Linked DNA regions of Mus musculus: all the other regions are linked to region 1. The links are chromatin contacts, called in public HiCAR-type and promoter capture Hi-C maps. All regions are on one chromosome and are shown on one strand. The core of a region is the stretch at or near the end of the contact, and the rest is flanking DNA. Distances in the headings are between cores, read along the strand shown. Region 1 holds the start of Ddx17 (DEAD box helicase 17). Region 2 holds the start of Ep300 (E1A binding protein p300). Region 3 holds the start of L3mbtl2 (L3MBTL2 polycomb repressive complex 1 subunit).

The links. Promoter capture Hi-C pulls out the DNA fragments that hold promoters and counts their contacts. HiCAR-type assays count read pairs that join an accessible place to other places.
Region 2: a HiCAR-type map of astrocytes shows a contact between it and region 1, with 6 times the contacts expected there. The contact joins the promoter of Ep300 here to the promoter of Ddx17 in region 1. A contact is called at or near these places in 1 of 39 promoter capture datasets (pre-B cells) and 1 of 115 datasets of contacts at active chromatin or transcription factors (astrocytes).
Region 3: a contact with region 1 is called in a promoter capture Hi-C map of pre-B cells, with 5 times the contacts expected there. The contact joins the promoter of L3mbtl2 here to the promoter of Ddx17 in region 1. A contact is called at or near these places in 2 of 39 promoter capture datasets (hippocampal neurons and pre-B cells) and 2 of 115 datasets of contacts at active chromatin or transcription factors (astrocytes and thymic regulatory T cells).

Annotation. Positions count from the first base shown.
Region 1 is chr15:79,545,190-79,548,472 of GRCm38.p6, reverse strand. Ddx17 (DEAD box helicase 17) reads left to right here and starts at 1,732. Exons shown (of 13, transcript NM_001040187.1): 1 at 1,732-2,278. The coding sequence starts at 2,229.
Region 2 is chr15:81,584,574-81,587,951 of GRCm38.p6, reverse strand. It overlaps Ep300 (E1A binding protein p300), which reads right to left and starts at 1,738. Exons shown (of 31, transcript NM_177821.6): 1 at 1,230-1,738. The coding sequence starts at 1,323.
Region 3 is chr15:81,662,413-81,665,839 of GRCm38.p6, reverse strand. It overlaps L3mbtl2 (L3MBTL2 polycomb repressive complex 1 subunit), which reads right to left and starts at 1,951. Exons shown (of 17, transcript NM_145993.5): 1 at 1,816-1,951. The coding sequence starts at 1,839.

The sequences.
Region 1 (3,283 bases), core at 483-2,982:
TACCCAGCCACGTCCAAAGGGTCTCACACTGTAGCTCTGTCTGTCTTACTATGTAGACCAGACTGGCCTAGAACTCAGAGAGACTAAAGAAAAGAGACAGTACACTGGGCCTTCACTAGATTAACTGTTCCTGCCTTAGCTGCCTCTCAGTTGATTCTCTGCACTGCAGTCAAAGGGGTCCTTCTTTATGCCGCTACTTTAAACCAGACATTTTCACCTTCAAGGAAACCAAGCTCTTTAAGTAGCTTCCATCTTCTTGGACTCAGGCTTTGCATAATTGATCTTCCCCCTTGGCAGCAAGGACCTTAGTTGAGACCTCAGCTCAAATGTCATTTGATAGATGGGGGATGCCTTCTGAGAGCACCCGATGTCATCCCGTTTCCTCAACTTGTCTCTAGCCCCTTTCTTGTTTTTGTTTCTTTGGTGTTTGTTGGTTGGTTTTTGAGAGAGGGTTTCTTTGTGTCACCCTGGCTATTCTGGAACTCACTTGGTAGACCAAGCTGGCGTTTAACTCAAGAGATTCACCCACGAGTGCTGGAATTAAAGTATGGCCTTCCCTTTAGTGTTTTTTTGCTGTTGTTCTTGGAGGTGCTGGGTGTTGAATCCAGGGCTTCAGTCACGGTCAGCAAGCACTGTTCCACAGCCTCAACACCATTTTCTTTTCCAAGTCAGCAAAAGTCTAACATACACATTTGTCATCTGTCTCCTCTCCGTCTCTAGAGAATAAAGCTCTGTGCCAAGGAACGTGTTGGATCCCCAGTGTCCCAGCAACTAGCACAATGCCTGGCTCTCCATGGCCGAAGTGACAAATGAACCGTTTCTCAAGACGCCTCTTTACTCTCCTGGCTTTCCTAACCTAAGCAACACTCAGGACATGAGACAAGACTAAGCCTCCAGTCTGCCGGCCTCCATTCTCCGCGGCGGTAGAAATGAGCCTAGAGGTCTCAAGGAACCCAGCAGTTCCACAATTTAGTAAAGCAACTATGTCCAAGTTTGTGTGGCTTGGCAGTGCGCAGGGATGGCGAGCCAAAGAAAGCAATCTAGGAGTTGGGTGGCACCGGCGGCCTAGCCCAGCCTGCCCTCCCCGGATAGGGTTTGCAAATCCTAGCCTGTCAAACCCACCGCTTCTGCAGTGGGGCACCCGGGTAAGGCACCCATTTTCATGGTGGCTAAGGTCCAAGGCGCCCACCTCAGAAAGGACTCTGGGAAGGTGTGGCCTCTGCGTCAACTACGGCCAGAGGAAAAGGTGCCAACCCTTTGTTCGGAAAATAGCACCTCAGTAAGAAACGCGGGAAACACAGGGTGTCTTTTGGCCCAGCCAGGCTGTTGGCCGCTGAAAGAGAGCGACACGACGCATCCAACATGGCTGCGGCGCCAGCGCGGCGAAAAGCGACGGGAAAGAAATGGCGCCGGGCTGTGTGGCCAGCTTGGGGCACACGGCGTTGGGACGTTGGAACCAAGAAAGCGGCCTCAAGACTCTCTGGGTTCTACTGCCCAGAGACCCGGAAGTCTGACTAAGGCTACGTGGAGTGCTACCATTATGTCTGCACAAGGCCGGCCTCAAGCGCCGGGTTGAGCTCGGAATGCCGGGAAAAGTCCATTCTCGAAACAGAATGCGCTACGAAGACTGCGCTGACCCGCAATAGTGGGCGGGCCAACGACGCCAACACTGTGACGTCGTGCCGACGGCTCGCCCCACCCCCAGCCAACGTTCTAGAGCTGGCGGTGCGAGAACCCTACGCCGGTTGCGCACATTGCCTTGTTTAAGGTGGGCCGACCAGGGCCCCCATCTCCGTCACCGACGTAAAGCGGTTCCGAGAATGTCCGTGGCGTCGCGCGGAGCCCTCCAGACGCTGTTTACGTAGCGTCTGGGCCGTGCGTAGCGTTAAGTTGGAGCGGTCTCCGCGGCCGCCGCCATTTTGTGCAGTTGCTGGGAAGGAAGGGAGACGCCTCAACCGTGGCACCGCCCGGTTTGAGCGGGACCAGACCTCCCGACTGTCCTAACAACCCCGATTCTCTGAGTTGTGCTCCCGTCTCCGACGAGAGAGGCGGCGACGGTGGCGTCTGCGACGGGAGACAGCGCGTCGGAGCGAGACAGCGCCGCGCCTGCCGCCGCCCCAACAGCGGAGGCGCCGCCGCCGCCATCGGTCATCACTAGACCCGAGCCGCAGGCCCTCCCGAGCTCGGTCATCCGTGCCCCGCTCCCAGATCTTTATCCGTTTGGGACCATGCGTGGAGGCGGCTTTGGGGATCGGGATCGTGACAGGGACCGTGGAGGGTAAGGGGGAGGTGCGGGCGGGGGGCGGGGTGGCCCGCAGAGCCCTGAGGCTCGCGCCGTACAATGGCGGCGGCGCGCAGGCCTCAGGCTTGGGCGGACGTCTCTGCGGACCGCGATCCTGGCTCGGAAGTGGCAGGCCAGCCTTGTCGCCTCTCTTGGCCCGCTCGCTGATCATTTGATCCCTGCAGGCCGGCCGCAGTGTCTGTCTGGGGGAGGATCCGGATGCTCAAGTTTTAATCTAGGAAAAGCTGCTTGAGATCGTTTCTTTTCCGCTATGTTAGCCATCCCTGTTAGAGAGGGACTGGAGTCGAAAAGGCCTTTTTTTGGTTTTAAACTAGGTTTTACTCCCTTTCTGTTATATTTTTGGTTAAGTGGAATCAGATTGGAATGGGAAGTGCTGGAGTTGCTTTCCAAAAGATCCAAATTGCGGGTGACTTTTTTTTTTTTTTTTTGAAACTAACAAAGCCTGTTGAAATCAAGAGAACTCCTTGAGGTGGCACACCCTGCACTAGAGACTGAGTCAGGCTTGGAGTTCAAAGCTAGCCTGGGCTACACAGATCAGAACAAGAGAACAGTTAGCAGAGTTCAAAGTGAGGGCAGTGGTAGAAAGAAAAAAAAATCAGAATAAGCCTTGTAAAGGAATCGTAATTGTAGAAGCTTTATTCTGTCCTAGGTCATTATTCAAGATCCAAGCAGTTTGGGATTATAAGCAAGCCCAGTGGAAATAACACATAGGAGCCACATTATTATCCTTATTAGACTTAGCCTTAAAATCTCCTAAAGATTGGGTTTTGGCCATTATTACAGATTGAAAACAAAAGAAAACTGGTTATTTCTAGAAGTGTTTTAGACTTGTATCAGTTGCTTCATTTGCAAGTGGAGTAAAGTAGTCAAATGAGAAGGCCTGGCTCACTGTAGTATTGCACTGAAAAGCCAGAGGCCTTTTAAAGGTCTTGGTGGGTCTACTCAGTTGAATGTTTTTCTTTCTAGTTGTGCTGGTTTAGC
Region 2 (3,378 bases), core at 489-2,988, 2.0 Mb before region 1:
TGGCCCACACATTCTCTACAACTTGCAGGGTACGTTTAACTCCACTATACACTCTCATTGGCAGAAGGAGAGATCTGGAGCCTCTTCTCTGAGTTAAAGGGATGCTTGCAGTAAGGAGGAACATCTAGTGGACTGTCAGATGACTAGCCATTCTTCTTCTTCTTCTTCTTTTTCTTCTTCTTCTTCTTCATTATCCTGGCCTCTCAAACAAGTCAGACAGCAAGAGAGGACCAGGTCAGTGATCATCAGAATAACACTAAACTAACAGTAAGCAGGAAAAAGAACAGACAAGGGAGAGTCTCCCTTCAGGTCTCCTAACAAAGGGGCTGACTGGAGAAAAGAATTCCTTCATCTTGTAAACTGGAATTGCAAAGGTCCAAAAAGCAAAACAAAACAAACATGCAAGCACAAAACCTCCTGTTCATTTTTAAACTTGTACAATCACTTTAGTTGGAAGTTCATGACTGGGAGTCTTTCAACTTATTATCTCCCATTTCTAAGTACCTAATTCCAGAAAGGCTTCATCTTTTTTCTTTCCCTTCTAAGTAAGAGTGTGACAAACTGCAAAGGAAACGCCTCAGGTCTACACCTCAACACGCAGTTTGAGACATTTTGGTTTCATGGCAAATGGATATAAAATAAACTGCGGTCCATACTGACTCTTGAGGCAAGGATGGGGAGAGGGGACCTAAGAATGAAATTTTGTTGAACTTTAGTTACACTTAAAACCTTGGATCGCAGACACCAAGATTTGTCTTCCGCCCCCATTCCTCAACAGAAAATCTGCCTCACAGGAGCAAAAATCATTAAAGGTGGGAAAGCAGAGAAAAAAAGAATTCATTGCAACAGGGGAGAAAGAGCTGAAATCCCTCATTCACCAGTAACAAAAATAGTAAAAGTGCATAAAAGCCCTCACACACGATTGTACCGGCATTTCCCAAATTAAATTGCATGGAGCCAACAATAAAGGTCCCCGCAGCTCCCACTTCCAACCTCTTAATTCCAGAACACACAACGATCTGACATGACATAGTGTTGCAATGAATGTATCAGAAGGCAAAGAAAATGGTTGGGCTACTGGACGTCTTCGACCAGTCCATTCAAAAACCTTTAAAATTAAACACCGGCCGGGGAAATGGGAAGAGATACACAGAAGCACCCTGGAATGAAGGTGCAACGAGCAGAAAAGACGAAGGGAACTATGGAAGGCCGGGAGTCCCGAGACTAACCTGTGCCATCGCTGGCGGACGCCGAGAGGGCCGGAGATGAGAGTTTAGGCCGCTTGGCTGAAGGCGGCCCGGGTTCCACCACATTCTCGGCCATTTTTAATTCTTTCGGAGATACAACCGAGGAAAAAAACGAGAATCCTGAGGAAATCTCTTCTCCGAAACGGGGTCCCCGCCCCGCTCCTAAGGGTGGGCTCCGGAGCTCCGCCGCCACCCAACAGGGGTGGGGGGAAGTTCCTTTTTCTCTTCGCCTGGTTGCGGTGGCCGGAGAGGGATGCGGACTCAACAGAAATGGTAGGGGCAAGTGCGAGGGGCCGGGCCTAAACCAGGCCGGGAGGAGGGTACAGCAACACTGATCCCACGAGCACGTCCGCTGCAGCGAATTCTCGGGAACTCACAGCTCTACAGACGCAGTCCCCAGCCCGCCACGGCGAGCCCCTGCCCAGCCGAGGTCTCTCGGAGCTCCGCCGCCGCCATCAGCTTCTTCCTCCTCGGCGCTGTCCTCCTCCTTCTCATCGCCACAAGGAGGCGGGGGCGAAAAAGGGGGAGAGGAGGAGGCGACCAGAGACACTCACCTCCTCCCGGTGCCCCCTCCCGGGCCTGCGCCCCCACCCTGAGAGCCGCCCTCCTCCTCCTCCTGCCGCTGCGCTCCGCGCCGCCGCTGCCGCACCGGCCCCTAATGGCCACACTGAGCTCAGCCGAGCCGAGAGCCAGACTGGCGCCGGGGCCGCCTCACATCGCGCAGCGGACAAGCAGAGGCGCAGCAGCGACGACGCCGAGCGTGGAGCTCGCCGGCCCGAAGGGCCAGGGGGGCCGGGCCGGGCCAAGCAGGGCCGTCCGCCCGCAAGCCCGCGCTGACGCCGAGCCCACCGACGCGGCCTCTCCGCGCGCCGCGCTTCTCCGCCTCCACTCGCAAGCCCGGGGAGGAGAAATCAGTCCGGCCGCCTCCCTGGCCCTCACCCCCCCGGCAGCCAGGTGCCTGCCGGGGGCTCGGCTCGGGGGCCGCCTCGGACGGCGGGCAGAGGCGCCGCGGGGCGCGGGCTTATGTAATGGTTTCCCCCCCTTAGGCGTCGACGCCGGCCCGGGCTGCGGTGGGGGTGTGTGCGGGCAAGGAGGGGACTGAGGGTCGCCTCAGCCTTTGCGCCCCGGGGCCCCCAACCACTGTCTCGGTCCCGGCCGCTGCTCTCCAGCCAGGTACCCTCCTCACTCCCTGCTCGCGCAGTTCGCACTCAGCCGGGCGTCCCGCTTGCCCCACTCTCTCTCTCCCGGTCCCTCTCCGCTCTCTCTCCTCCTCCCCCCACCCCCCCCACAGGCTAGCACACAAACAAGATGGCGGCTGTTGTTTCTTGCCTCTGCCGAATCCTCCTTACAGGATAGCGGTAGCGGCGGCGGCGGCCGGAAATGAGCCAAGATTGGGGGGGGGGGGAGGTGAGAGGGGGAGGGGCCGAGAAACAGGGAGGCGGGGCGAGGGCGGGGCCTCTGCCTTGCAGCTCACACAATGGGGGAAGCGGCGCCGGGGGCGGTGCCGGCTCCAATCACGGGATCCGCCCAAGGGCCCCAACGCGGTAGGCGCTTCCGCAAACTCCCCCGGCGTCACTCGGTGGCTCCCTTTAAAGGGGAGGTTTTGAAAGAAGTTGTGGGGGGGGGGGGGGTCCGGGGTGAACTTAGAACGTATTTTCGGTCGGTGGACAGTTAGGTGCCTGGGCTGGGTCTCTGAGCAGAACCGAGTCAAAGCTCAGGCGCTCCTCTGCGAAAACAAGGAAAACCACGGTCAGAGCTCCCGGGGTTTGCCCTCTCAGGTTGATCTTTGGAACCCCATTAAATCCGCCAAACACCTGTGTTTCATCGTAGACACACATTCCATCCTCTTCATAGCCTTCTCGAAAGCAGCAGTTCATATCTCAAAGTCACATTGCTAGTCCTTTAAGTTTTCTCTGAAATGTCTAATTCAAGAATGAAAAATTTGGATTACGATATTGTTAGTTAAAAAACTAGGAGGGGGAGGACCACAGCAGTGGGAGGCTGTTTAGGGCTAGACCCTACCTACATTTTTGCCCATCACGTGTCCACACATCCTTACCAGCTACCACTCTTAAAAAAGAATCCTTGAGAACTACTTTTCTGAACCTGCCTGAAACTTCCAAGGTCTTTT
Region 3 (3,427 bases), core at 702-3,201, 2.1 Mb before region 1:
AGGTCCTGAGTTCAAATCCCAGCAACCAGATGGTCGCTGCTCGCAACCACCTATAATGAGATATGACGCCCTCTTCTGATGCATCTGAAGTCAGCTACAGTGTACTTATGTATGATAATAAATAAATCTTTGGGCCGAGGCAAGCAGGGACTGAGCAAGCAAGGGTGACTGCAGAGAGTGGGGTTGACCAGAGAAAGCAGAGGTCCTAAAATTCCCAAAAACCACATGAAGGCTCACAACCATCTATCTGTACAGCTATAGTGTTCTCACATAAATAAATAAATAAACAAACAAACAAATAAGAAAAAAGAATGGACTGTTTCCTCCAATGACCATCTGTACAGCTATAGTGTACTCACATAAATAAATAAACAAACAAATAAGAAAAGAGAATGGACTGTTTCCTCCAATGACCACATGGCTAAGTGCAAGCTGTGGTTGGTTTGAGCCTCTGCTCAGCACCAAGACCCCTCATACTGGTAGCTTGGGTACAGAGCAAAATTCCAATTTCAAAGAACAGCATCTATTGAAAAGATACTGTTTCCACACCACTATCAGGTCAAAAAACGCTGCCAGGGATCAGAGATCTACACAATAATGTGGAAATATCCTAAGCACCTCAAAAAATTTTTACTGGGCTAGAAGGCATTTGAAACTCTTTCTTCCCTCTTCTGTATATGTACATCCAAATGATCTCAACTCAGAAACAAATTTAAGACTGCCAGGCCCTCTTGCTGCTGCCTAGACCACTGCTCCTTGCAATGTATCCAATAAACCTGTTTTCTTCCTTAAAGGAAAACAGGGAAAAGAAAAAAAGACTGAGAAAATTGAGACCCAGGCTATCCCAAGGAGGCTTTGAGTCAGATGACTAATTGTATGGTGGTATGGACCACAGCCGTGAGTTGAGCTCTGATTGAAATCAGCTACTGATCCTGGGGCAAGTCACTTAAGGTCTGTGGGACAATTTTCTCATCCACGACAGCTGTTGGCTCACAGAATGTGAGGTAGCGATGAAATGCTACATAAAAACGTACCTAGCTTGTAATAGGAAAAAACGTGCCTAGCTTGTTGGGCAAGACAGAGGTAAAGAGAATGACGCTTTGGGCCAAGGTTCAAATACGATCTCTAGTGCTTCCTAGCTGTACGATGCACAGCGAGTCAAATGCACTGCCTCGGTTTCCACCAAATAAAGACAACACCACTATTTAATAATATTTTGGGAAGGGATGATAAACGTAAAACACTCAACAGTGCTCAATAAAGCTTAGCAATTATTACCGCTAGGAAACGGCAAGAGACTTCAAATGCAAGGTGCGGTGGGTCACCGGCTGCGGTACCACGGAAAAAGCGTAACGCAGTTTTGGAAACTGACGTACTTGGTGACAACCTCTTGCACTTTGCAGCTGTGTCGACCCAGAGGGCTGTTTTAATCCCTCCCTAAAGAAGATGGCTGTGAGCGTACGGGGAGACCAGCACGTGAACGCTCCCAGCGTGGAGTAGGAATCAACTCCGATCTTCCTCCCTTCACTTCCCGCGTGGAAGGGACAGGCCGCACGATCCTAAAGCTCAGAACCATGAAACCAAGACAAAGTTCAGAGCCCAGTTTCCCTGCCCCTGGCTAGGGAGGCGTTGCCATCCTTCCTTCGTCACCAGACCAAAAGGAACCTCGGGGGCCTCTGGCCGAGGCTAAGCTCCGTACCTCAGTTTACCAATCCTGCAACTGTCCACCACTAAGACATCGCTAAAACGGCGCGTCCGCCGAGCGAGGCGTTTGGGGCTCCCCTTCCCGCTTGGGCTGAGCCCTTTCCCTCTTACCTCAGTGCCCCGCGGTTTCTCCATGATACCAAATTCAATTCCCTCAACCGTCACCAGGTGCAGGAAGCCATATTGCCCTCGCCGCTCTCCGAGAGTGTGCTCATTGGCTGCTGCGCCCGAGCTGCGGGCCAATCATGCCGCAGGAAATAGGAAGCCGGTTCCGCGCTCGCCCGCGCCCCGCCTCCATTAAGGAGGGGCTGGGTAGCCGTGAGGATTAGGGGAGTTGTAGTTTTCTCCTGGGTGCACGAAAAGGGTCGTTGCCTTAGTAATGCGAAATCTCCTGAAGGGTACTTCTAGGGTTTTGTTGTTGTTTTTTCAGAGACAGGGTTTCTCTGTATAGTCCTGGCTGTCCTAGAACTCACTCTGTAGACCAGGCTGGCCTCGAACTCAGAAATCCGCCTGCCTCTGCCTCCCAAGTGCTGGGATTAAAGGCATGCGCCACCACGCCCGGCGGGTTTTTTTGTTTTTTGTTTTTGTCCTTTCTTAGTCAAATTTCAAACCATCTGAGCACAAGGGATTGGACGTGCCAGCCCCCCCCCCACACACACAAAAATTCGCACTCTCCCCAGGGGCCCCAGACAAAAATTCACACTCTCCCCAGGTAGGAAGTAAAGGTGCTCTTGGACAGGAATGCCTAGCAGAAATGCCTAATCCCTCTTTCAATTCAGACAGGAACAGGAATATTCTTAAACTCTATGTCCGTCTGCTCGCTGGGGCTTATGAGATGGTTTAGTAGGTGAAGGATCTTGTTCCATGAGCCTTTCTACCTGAGTTCAAATCTCTGAGCCACAACATAAACCTGGAAGTCAAAAAGCTACTCACAAAGTTGTCCTGACCTTTGTGTCACGCACATAAAACAAACACACAAGCTAAATAAATAAATGGGGAAAAAAAAGCCTTGGACTGGAGAAATGGTTCAGTGGTTACTGGCCACTTTTCCAGAGGTACCAGGTTTGATTCCCAGAACCCAGAACAACTCACAAAATTCTATAAACCCAGTTATAGTGGATCCTACTTTCTCTTCTGGCCTCTGATGACGCCAAGCACTAACATGGTCCATACATATGCATTCAGCAAAACCCCCATATCCACAAATAAATTATACGGATAGATGTTATAACCTTAAATCTAGGAGAGATGACTCAGCCTGTAAGTGAGTACAGCCAGAGCATGGAAAGCTGAGTTTTGCCCCCCAGTGCATGACAGAGCATGCCTGTGATCCCAGCACTAGGTAAGCAGACACAGAAGGATTCCCATGGCCTGCTGACCAGCCAGCAGCGATACAGTGGATAGCAAGAGATTGAAGAAGACACCTGAAGTCAACGCTTTTGCCAACTGGAGTATACATGTGGATTGAGTCCCCTATAGAACTACTCCTTCCCATCCTGGGTTCTCAGGAATTGTATGGCCTTACAAGCATCTAAAGTTCAGACAGGTCTGGATTAGTTTACTTATCCTACGTGAGGGCTCCCAGACCCACTCCCAGCTCCCTGCCTCTCTGCGTTGCTTTTTATTTTTAAATTTTTATTTATTTACTTTTTTAATGTGTTATAGGAGTTTTGCTTGCACGTATGACTGTGCACCATATGTGTGGCCAGTGCCAACAAAAGCC